Linked DNA regions of Callithrix jacchus: region 2 is linked to region 1. A link is a contact called in public Hi-C data. All regions are on one chromosome and are shown on one strand. Each heading gives the region's core, a stretch centred on a gene start, on an enhancer-like site or on the middle of the called end of the contact. The rest is flanking DNA. Distances are from core to core; before and after follow the strand shown.

Region 1 (5,078 bases), core at 722-3,221:
TGTTAAAAAAATAATAACGATAACTGGGTGCTTGTCATCCCAGCTACTTGGGGGGCTGAGGTGGTAGGGAGCCCAGGAAGTTGAGGCTGCAGTGAGCTGTGATTGTGCCACTGAACCCCAATCTGGGTGACAGAGTGAGACCCCGTCTCAAGATGAATAAAAAGAGGCTGCTCTGAGACAGCACTCTCCTCCTGCTCCTCCCCAGGGAACTGGGTGACCAAATGTCCCAGTCTGTCTAGGACTGAGGGGGTCCAAGTCTATTTAGTGTTAAAGTTTGGAAAGCTCCAGGCAAACTGGGGCAATGTGGTTCCTTATATTGTATACTGTGCCTCGCTATATGTAGTGGCACCTGCCTGCCTCATTGCACAATGAATCCACTGTGGTTTGTCAGGTAGAACCGTGTGTGCCTAGTAGAAATAGGCACACACATAACCGGCTGCATAACAGATTCAAACAACCTAACAACCGTGCAAAGGAGCAAGGCAGTACCTGGTTGAAGCAGTTGTGCTGAGGATTCTGGGTGTTACCAGTGAAGCAGCTAAGATCCTGGGGAGCTGGGATGATGGAGAAAGGCTTTCTGGGGAGCTGGAGTCCATTGGTTGGATGAGACAGAATCATCTCTGGCACAGGAGGAAGGCAGTGGCCTTCTTGGTGCATGAGATCCCTGGTGTCTATGTATTAGCCCCCAGGGAAAACTCAGATTGGTCACCTGTCAGTTCCTGAGCCAAGTTCTGTGGCCAGAGGAACTGGCCAGCCGGGATCACATGCCTGGTTTGACCTTGGAGCTCCACCCACATCCACACCCTCGGGAGTGGCCAGCCAGGATCACACGCCCATCTTAGAGGCACGTTGAGTGCTGACTGTGGTTCTGAGAGGACCCGTGGAGTGGAAGTGGAGCTCTGGACAGAACTCAAAGTGGCTTGGTTTGGGTTTCCTGGGAAGCAGAGTGGGAAGCAAAGGCTTCTGTGCCACTCCTTTGGTAGGGAGGTGGCCCCGGGGAGCAGGCGTGAGAGAGGGGAATGTAGCTGAGAAGGAAGGGGAGCCAACTCCAGCATGTGTTATGGGTTGGTAACAAACATAACTAGTTGCTCAATCCTGAGGATCATCCCCTGGGAAGCTGCACAAATGTTTCTCAGAGCCATCCTTTTGGGAGAAAGGGAGAATTTGTGCATAGGCTCCCAGCTTGCACTGGATCACCTGAAGGGTGTTGATTGCGCCTACTTGCTGGCCATGCATGGGTGGGTTCAGCGTCTCCCATCCTAATGTCTGGGCAAGCCTAAGGGGTGCACAGCTGGGACCTGAGGCAGGGGCTACTGGGTATGCCTGAGTGAAGCCTGTCTGAGTCCATGGTAGTCTCAGCCGTGGCTGGGGCCAGTGGCCAATGGCTCACAGATAAGTGAGAGGGTCTAAAGGAGCACATTAGAAGTGTCTGACAGAAAGGGAACCTGAGAGCATGGGGTCATATAAACTGAGTCATCACTGCCCTCATCGAGAACACGCCTCTAAAGCTGAGACTAGGGCTTCCTGATGTTTGCACAAAGAGATTATCAGGCGGCCAGGCACCATCAGACTGGAGCCATCATTGGGTGGAGGGAAGGTCAGCCATCTCTAGTGAGACAGTCCTTAGCCCCTCCTAAAAGGAAAAGGTGGAATTAGTCCCCTCTGTGGAATCCTGAAAGCTCTTCTAAAACTTGCTCAGCAAATATTTAATAAAGCTGAACAGAAGTCATAAGCTCCAGTTCCCCTGTCGTCTTGCCTGTAGTGGACAGTTTCTGACACAGCTGAGGGTGTGGATGTGGGTGGAGCTTCAAGGTCAAACAGCTTGGTTTGAAATTTTGCCAAAGGACCTGGAGAGGGTGGCAAACACCTGGGTGGCAGAACATCATAGGAGAACCATGTCCACCCGGCCCCAGCCCACAGCCAGAGAAGAAGAATGTGGTCTCAAGCCTACACGGTACAGGCATCTGTCCAGCTCACTGTGTCCTGGTCAAGCCCCAACCTTCCTCTCTCTGCAGGAGCCAGAAGGTCATAAATCCAAGGAGCTTAGTCCCATTTCTTGGCCCCCAGGGCTGGGGAGGGAGAGGGTGACCCTCAGCGGCTGTGTATGGGGCCAGTCATCTTCTATCTGAACAGGAAGTCTGACGGGAACATTGCCAAGGTTAAATAACCTGTGAAGACATTGTCCTTGATGACACAGTATACCACTTAATACGACTCAAACACGTGGGTCCCCTGGTTTGCTTGGGTGGGCATACCTGTCCTCACAGAGCCCTGGAATCCCCCCATCCCGACACTTAGCACACCGTCCAAAACTTCCAGTTTCTTCTGCCCCTCTAGACCGCCCTCCTGGGGAGAGGAGGGCTCATTTCTTGCTCAGCTTTCCATGCTCAGCACACGCCCCGGGGCCCACCGCCCCGCAGGCTCCTCAGTGATGCTCCAAAAGCCCGATTTATGACTTGGTCTAGACAACAGGTCTACCCAGGTAAAGAGGCAGGAGAGTCTGGGCTGTCTTGGGGACACTAGGTCTGTGAAATCCTAGAGGACAGGGCCAGCATGCTGCTCATCTCTGTCCCCAGTCCCCAACAGGGCTCAGCATATAACAAGGCTCAAGAATAGGTGTTGAATGCGTGACTGACCCTTCTCCTTCCTCAATTCTGTTTTGGTTCCATCCCAGTCTGCAGCCTGGGTGAGCTGAATGATGGCATGCACAAAGGAAATTCTCGTCACAATTTGGAAAACTGTGACAACACCTCTGTGCAGAAATGGAAGTGGAAGTGGTGGGGGTGTCCTCACAGCTCCCGGACTCAGGGAACGTGGTGTTTGCGCCTGCCGTGCACCTGCCGTGCACCCGAGACCCCAAGGAGGGGCGACAATGTGTGAAACTGGTGGAACATAGCCCTCCTGAGCCAGGGCATCTAATTTCCCAGGCTCTTGGCTGCCCAACTGGGGCCACTAAAGCCCTGGGACTTGGTGCAAGTCACTGAAATGCTGTTCTTTCCACTCTGTTTGCCTCAATTCTGGTAAATGTGAGTTTTATTACCAGCAGCAAGAAGAAGACAAAGTCGGAGGCGATCCAACTGGAAGCCTTCCTGGGTTTGGAGGCACAGCCTCTGCTCAGCACAGCCTGGCCTGGGGATGCCTGGGGACAGTGGTCTCCCGGGTAACAGTGGACCAGAATCAGGAGTTCAGGGACAGCTCTGCTTCGAGGGGTCACCTAAGGGAGAAACAACCTGGGTGGGCCTGGGTTTCAACCTGGGATTGCAGGCCTGGGTCCCTTGGGTGGTCAGGGAGCCTGGATACCCTCCATGAGGCCTAGAGAAAGGGGCACTCCTGAAACAGGATGCATGTTATCCCCTCCCGCCCTCCTGCTGTAAGGCCCCCCCATCTCCACAGCTCTCTAGGCAGCCCAGGCCCCCATTAACCAGGCATCTCTGAACACCAGAGATAGAAAATAAAAGTTTTCTATTTTAAAATAGAAAGAATGGGCTTTTGCTTTCCAGACCGGCTAGAGCCTCCCCATTTCCCAAATTACACAGGGCTCCATCCAATTGCTGCAGCTACTGCTTCTAACTGCCTGAATCCAGAGAGGTCCGGGAACTCCCCCAGAATGGGTCAGCCCTGCCCCCTGACTTGCCACTGAAACTGCATGGTCAGGTCATGGGCTGGGAGCTTGCAGATGGGCCCCATGCTCGAGAGGAGGCTGCTGTACACGGAAACTGCAGCAGATTCAGCTGCTGCCCAGGCTGGGGCTGGGGCTGGGCCAGGGACTGGCCTCCTCTTAGAAGCCTTCTCCTTTTCCCTACTTCTACAACAATGGGGAGCCCTCCAGAGCATCCAAGAAAATGAAGCTAGGGGCATTCACCTGAGGAGCAGCTAGAGGTGCAGCGAGCATTGTTCTGTAGGAGGGAGCAATGGGTCCCAACCTGGGAGACTCACCGCCTAAACACCCACCCAGAGCCAAGACCAGATTCCTCTACACTTGCTGCATCTCCAGGGTGACTCAAAGGAAGAAGGGGAGAAAAGCCTGAGGGGATTTGGCGGGTGAGGATACTAGGGGCAGGGAGGGGGCAGAGACAGAGGAGGTGGCAGCAGCAGGTGCTGAAAGACTTGTGGGAGAAGTTTTCCACCATCGTCTGGACGCTGTGTGTGCTCAGGATTGTCTAAGTGAGAGTGAATTTCTTTTGAGCCGTGGGCGGTACAGACACATGCTTCCGACTGTTGTGGGCTCCACTGAGAACTTCTCTAATGCTATCAACAACCACGTGAGATAGCTATTCTTATTTCTGATTTATAGAGTGGGAAACTGAGACTTGGAGAGATTGAATAACTTGCTCATGCTTGCTATGGTAGCTAGTATCCAAAGATGGCCACAGACAATCTTGCCCTCCCTGTACACACACACCTCTTCTCCCCTCAAAAGGTGGTGCTTATGTCCCCTCATCTTGAATCTAGGATGGGCACACAACTTCTTTGCTCAACAGAATGCAGGGGAAATGATGTTCTGGGACTTCAGAGCCCAGACATTAAGAAGGCTTGACAGCTTCCTCCTCCCTTTTGGGACCCAGCCTCCATGTTGTGGGGAAGCCCAAGCAGGCACAAGGAGGGGACTATTCAGAGAAGAGGACTATTTCGAGGAGAATTGAGGCTCTCAGCTGACAGTCCCAGCTGGGCTCTGAATTGATAGGAAGCTGTCGTTGAAGTAGATCTTCTTGCCTCCCTAAAGACAGCTCAGATAATGACACACAGGGCACAAACAAGTCATCCCTGCTCGGCCCTTCCAAACTGGAAAATCTTGAGCACATGATTCCTCTTTTAAGCCACGAGGTTTGGAGGTATTTGTTATGCAGAAATAGATAACCAAAACAGTCATCCAGCCAGTAAAGGGCAGAAATGGGATTCAAGCTCAGGTCTGGTAGTCCAGAGCCCACTGTCTTGCCACCAAGCCCCAGGGCTGCTCTGCCACCACTGACGCATAAGGTGTCATCCAAAGTTCTGAGCTTTCACCCCAAGTTGAGGCTGCTCAACTTCCTTTCATGTCCTGCTCCCTCAACTCCCAGCTCAGCTGAGGGTTAGGAGGT
Region 2 (5,078 bases), core at 646-3,145, 150 kb before region 1:
AAGACTAGAAAAGAACAGAATGTGCCAGGGCCCCGAGATAGGACAGAAACTGACATAATGAAGGAGCAAAAAGGCCAGTGTGATTAGGCCGTATTGAGGGAAGAAGACAGTACTACAAGACAAGGCAGGAATCAGATCATGGGGGTCCTTGTTTAAGAGTCTGGATTTTACTCTATGCCAGGGGTGTCCAACCTTTTGGCTTCCCTGGGCCACAATGGAAGAATTGTCTTGGGCCACACATAAAACACACTAACACTAATGATAGCTAATGAGCTAAGAAAAAAGAAAAAGATTTGTGTATAATTTTCATATACGCCACCACAGATAAGAAGTCCTCGAACTCAAAGGGTTGGACACGCTGCTCTAAAGGCCATGGAAGCACTGGTGGATTTTAAGCAAAGTATTATATGACTAAAGTTTTTAAAAGCACATTCCACAAGAGAAACGGACTGTATGGAGGTAGTTGTCGAAAAACAAAGCCTTACGGCGGATACAGTAACCCAAACAAGAGATGAATGAAGGTTTGGGCCACGTTAGAAGAAACAGTGGTAACGGATGGATGTGAAATAGAATGAGGCCTAGAGGTGGCAAGAAACTGAGAGTTTATTTGATCTTTACAAAGCTCTGACTGGAAAAACTTCCCAATACTGAACTAATATTCATCTCGGGATCACCTGTATCCCTTGGGGACAAAAAGTCTTATTCCAGGTACAAACGACACCCATTCAAATGCCTGAAAATAACTACTCTGTCTCCCAGTATCACCACTAATTGCCTTAACCCATCCCCAGAAAAACAAAGTTTTGATCACCTTAACACACAGACACTGTCTTCTGCTCACCAGTTTGTTTACAACAAAAAGCTTTTTTGCGGGTTAAGCAGAGTAAGAAAATAAGAAAAGGCAGGTAAACAGGCAAAGGAAAAGAGCTCTGACAGCTACATGTAGGAGAGAGCTTGCTTCTCCAACCGAAACTCGATCTCTGTGACCTCCTCCACTGCAAATGTCACTGCGAGAATCCACCTATGCAATGGTTTGCGTGTCTGCAATCTGCTCCGCAGACCCATCCGTTCTTCCTTGAATGGAAAATCCATAACCGAGCACAGAACCTCGAAAGGGTAAGGAGGCTCGCGGTATAAAGGTATCTCCAAGGCGTCTTCAGGGTCTTCATCGAAAACAAGAGTTCTCCGGGTGCTTTGAATGAATATCCTTGGATCAGACCCAGAAACGACCCACCTCAAACCTAACTTCAGGTTTCATTCTACGGAGAAGGGAGCTCGGCCACGTCCAGAAGCACCTATGCAGCAGTTAGGCTGCCTGGCCCGGGGGTTGTCTTGCTGTTCAGTGGCACAGGGGACCATCCCACTCCGACCCCCTCCGGGGAAGGGCTGGGGTTGGACAACCTCACATGGCCAGGAATGGGAGGCAGAGAAAAAACGGAAACCCTTTTGGGGTCAGGGGAAGGCCCAGGAACCCCTCGGGTCCTGGCACGGGGGTGTGGTTGGGGAGGGATGCCGAGGCGGTCGACTCGGCTCATTCCCTCAAGCCACAGGAGCACGCAGTGGCCTGACCAGACTCCCAGCCCCTGGCCCGAGGACGGGCCTCGGCCAGTGAGGAGCTGCACAGGCCGGCGCCTCGCCGGGAGGCGCCCAGTCACCGGCCCTGACTCAGCTAAAAGCCGGCGCAGCGGCGGCTCCTCCCTCCCGGCGCTTGCTCGGGGCCGCACTCACCGGCCGAGGTGATCATGGCTGTGCCCCTCACTCGCCGGTCGGCTCGCTTGCAGTTCCAGCCGCGCCTTGTATCTGTCAGCTCAGGGCCCACTCACTCCGCCGCGCCTCCTCGCTCCCCGGGTGCGCTGCTCAGTCAGTCGCCTCCTCAGGCCGCCGGCTCGCTTCTCGCCAGGACCCCGCTCGCCCCGGGGCTGCCCGCCGCCCCGCCTGCCGCCCGGCGCGAATTCTCTCCTGGCTTGCGTCTTCTGCACCGCGGTCTCCTCCTGAGTCCTCGCGGAAGGGTACACGGAGAACATCATTGTTTTCTTTAACCCTCCTAGAGGTCAGGACTCTCGCACGGTGGCAACACTGGTCTGCACCTGAGGTTAGGCATTAGAATGGCCACCCATGCAAAGAGAGGGCCCCACCATCACCCGCCATTGCTGAGAGAAAGGGTGTTGAGGGGAGGTGCGAGCAGGGCGCGCAGTGCCACCTGCTGCTGGGAGGTCTCGCTGCAGCACATCTCTCACCAGCCAATACCTGCGGAATTGGGGCTGCCACAAACTGCGTTTTCTTAGAAAAGTGGTTTTTAATTGTTTTCTAAAGCAATGCCTAACTTCAAAAAATTTTTAAAAACCTCACAGAAGTGCTTTATTATCATAATAAATTCACAAGTAATCATGGTTTATTATAAAGCTGAACAATGAAAGTTTTTACTTACTTTTGGAATACTGTCCAGTGTTACCCATGTACTAAAATGTGCGGTAGTTACATGGTGAAAGCCTTTCCAAGGGAGAAAAAATGTCTTCCATTCTCATTTTTTCCTTCCATCTGCCCAGGTCCTCTTTCCCCTGATGGCAGTGGGTTCTCGTTTCTATTACATCTTTAGAAATTTGAAACGGTAGTTGCAACGGCCATTTGCAGTCTTATAACAGCTTCAGTGGCCAATTTATTTCAAGAGTCAGTACTGACAAAGTCTTGACAAAGAATAGTGGCAAACGGTAGCATCTGTTAAAGCCACTGGCCTTGCACTATCAAGCCAAACTGGACAGCGATGGCAAGTTCATTTCTATGGCCTTCTACCTAACCTAGGGGCACAATTAATGTCTTGTGGTTGCCGGTGAATTAAATGTGCTTGACAACACATTTTGTTGTATGTGTGGATTTTTTTAAAAATTAGAATTCTTGGCCGGGTGTGGGGAGGCCGAGGCAGGTGGATCAGAAGGTCAGGAGTTCGAGACTAGTCTAGCCAGCATAGTGAAACCCCATCTCTACTAAAAATACAAAAAATTAGCCAGGTGTGGTGGTGTGCGCCTGTAATCCCAGCCTCTCAGGAGGCTGAGGCAGGAGCATTGTGTGAACTTGGGAAGGGGGAGGTTGTAGTGAGCTGAGATTGCACCACTGCACTCCAGCCTGGGTGACATTGCAAGACTCCAACTCAAAAAAAAAAAAAGAAAAAGAAAATAGAATTCTTGAACTGTGGTTGTTTAAAATATGTGAAATATAATGATTGAACGCTTCTGAAGAGCCCGTGGCTCAAATCGAAGGGCAAGGCTCGAGAAGATGTGCATGCAAAATAAGCAGATGATTTTGGGATATTGTTCTCCAGGGGCACTTCCATCGAGCCCTCACAGAACACACTTGTGGGCCCGCACCCTAGAGGAGTCACAAACCAATGCCAGCAGGTAATGAACATGAGTAAAGCAGCCCCTTTTATTTGTATCAGGAAAATACGAGCTCCATGGGATGGTGAATGGCAACTAACAGTGTCCAGGAGGCATTACGGGTGGTGGGGACTGTGATGAAGAGGAAGTGACCACTCGAAAGAGAGCAGTGCTACTCAGTTCCTGCCAAGAACGCAGGGTGACTGTTGGAAGACTTGGGCTTTTTCTAAGAGAAGCCAGGAATCAGAATTCTATGCAATATCTCCAGAATTTTAAATGTTGGCTACTAATTCGACATGTTTTAAAACAGAGAGGCGGACAATGTGCCACCTCTGCTCTTCATGGAGAAGGCATTCTGTAAAGAGAGGAGAGGACAGTCCTGTCTTCCACTTGGATGTGTGTGTCACTGATACAGCCCCGTGTGAGCCTCGCGTGAACCTGTGAGATGGGCAAAAGGTAAGGAGCTTCGACACAGACACCAGGCTCCTCCCCCTGGGGGACTCTGTTCTCCCTCCTGGGTGACTGTCCTATGCCTGTGACTTCTCCCTCTCCAGTCCATTCTGCATTCTTTCGCCAGAGCAATCTTTTAGAAACTCAACTCTGATCACTTCTGCTCCTTAAAACCTTCAATCCCCATCTTGGACTCTATTCTTATGCTTCTTTCATCTGTGTTTCTGTCCACAGCCTTCTTCTCACTCCCTGGGCCTCCTGTAAGAGTGAAATGCCATTGGCTGCTATGCACAAGGTGATGGCTGATAAAACGTGTCTCTACCACCTGCCCTCTCTCCTGAGCACAGACTCACACACCTCCCGGGCATCTTTGCTTGGTGGATTCACAGGATTCTTCAACTCAGTGACCTGCACGTTGCCCCACGGTTGTGTGTTTCCTTCCTTGATCTCAGTGTGGGTGAAGGGCATCCATCAGCCACTGCAGCAGAAAACTGTCTTCTCTTCCCCGGCAGCAGTCAGCACCAGATCTCTCTTTCATCCCTCACACTGACCAGCTCTCATCCTCACTCCATTACACAACAATTGTACCCCCCTCTTCTTTCTAGACTACAACAGCCTCCCGCAGCCTTGGCTTCCTGTTTTCCGTCCCAGAAGCCTCCGGTACACTCTTCACACCCAGGCGGGTGGATCGTGAGGCCAGGAGATCGAGACCAGCTTGGCCAACACGGTGAAACCCCATCTCTACTAAAAATCCAAAAAATTAGCTAGGCGTGGTGGTACATATCTGTAGTACGAGCTATTCAAGAGGCTGAGGCAGGAGAATCACTTGAACCCAGGAGGCAGGGGTTGCAGTGAGCTGAGATCGCGCCATTGCACTCCAGCCTGGGCGACAAGAGCGGGACCCCCATCTCAAAAAAAAGTCTTGATAATTTACAGTTGAAATAATATTTTATATATTGGGCTAAATGAAATGTATTGTTAAAATTAATTTTATCTACCTATGTGCTTGTGTTAGATTCCTCTTAGAGCTGGCTTAGACCCTCTACTGGGCCTTCATCCCTTTCCCATTCAGGCCTGGCCCTTTGGCCTTGCTTCAAGGTCTTGTCTGCTCTTTGGAGCTGCCATGTGCTGGGTCAGACGAGAACCGGGGGCAGAGGCTCAAGGTGAGATCCACTCCTGTCCAGGAGCAAGGGGCTGGGGGCGGGGGCTAGCCTAGCGCCAGAGTTCTGGAGCCAGTGATACACCTGGCACAGTGGT

Evidence for each region. A called contact is a pair of places that touch in the nucleus more often than the background predicts.
Region 2: a contact with region 1 is called in a Hi-C map of induced pluripotent stem cells, with 2.0 times the contacts expected there. The contact joins the promoter of PSMD1 here to the enhancer-like site in region 1. A contact is called at or near these places in 2 of 3 Hi-C or Micro-C datasets (induced pluripotent stem cells and skeletal muscle).

What each region holds. Positions count from the first base shown.
Region 1 is chr6:152,354,759-152,359,836 of calJac240_pri, reverse strand. No RefSeq gene overlaps it. Among named protein-coding and RNA genes, the nearest start is that of ITM2C, 27 kb to the right of the region's middle. Within about 2 kb of position 1,971, at least 2 of the 16 cell types and tissues checked have an H3K27ac peak or open chromatin away from gene starts, as enhancers often do.
Region 2 is chr6:152,509,284-152,514,361 of calJac240_pri, reverse strand. PSMD1 (proteasome 26S subunit, non-ATPase 1) reads right to left here and starts at 1,895. Exons shown (of 25, transcript XM_002749882.7): 1 at 1,729-1,895. The coding sequence starts at 1,744.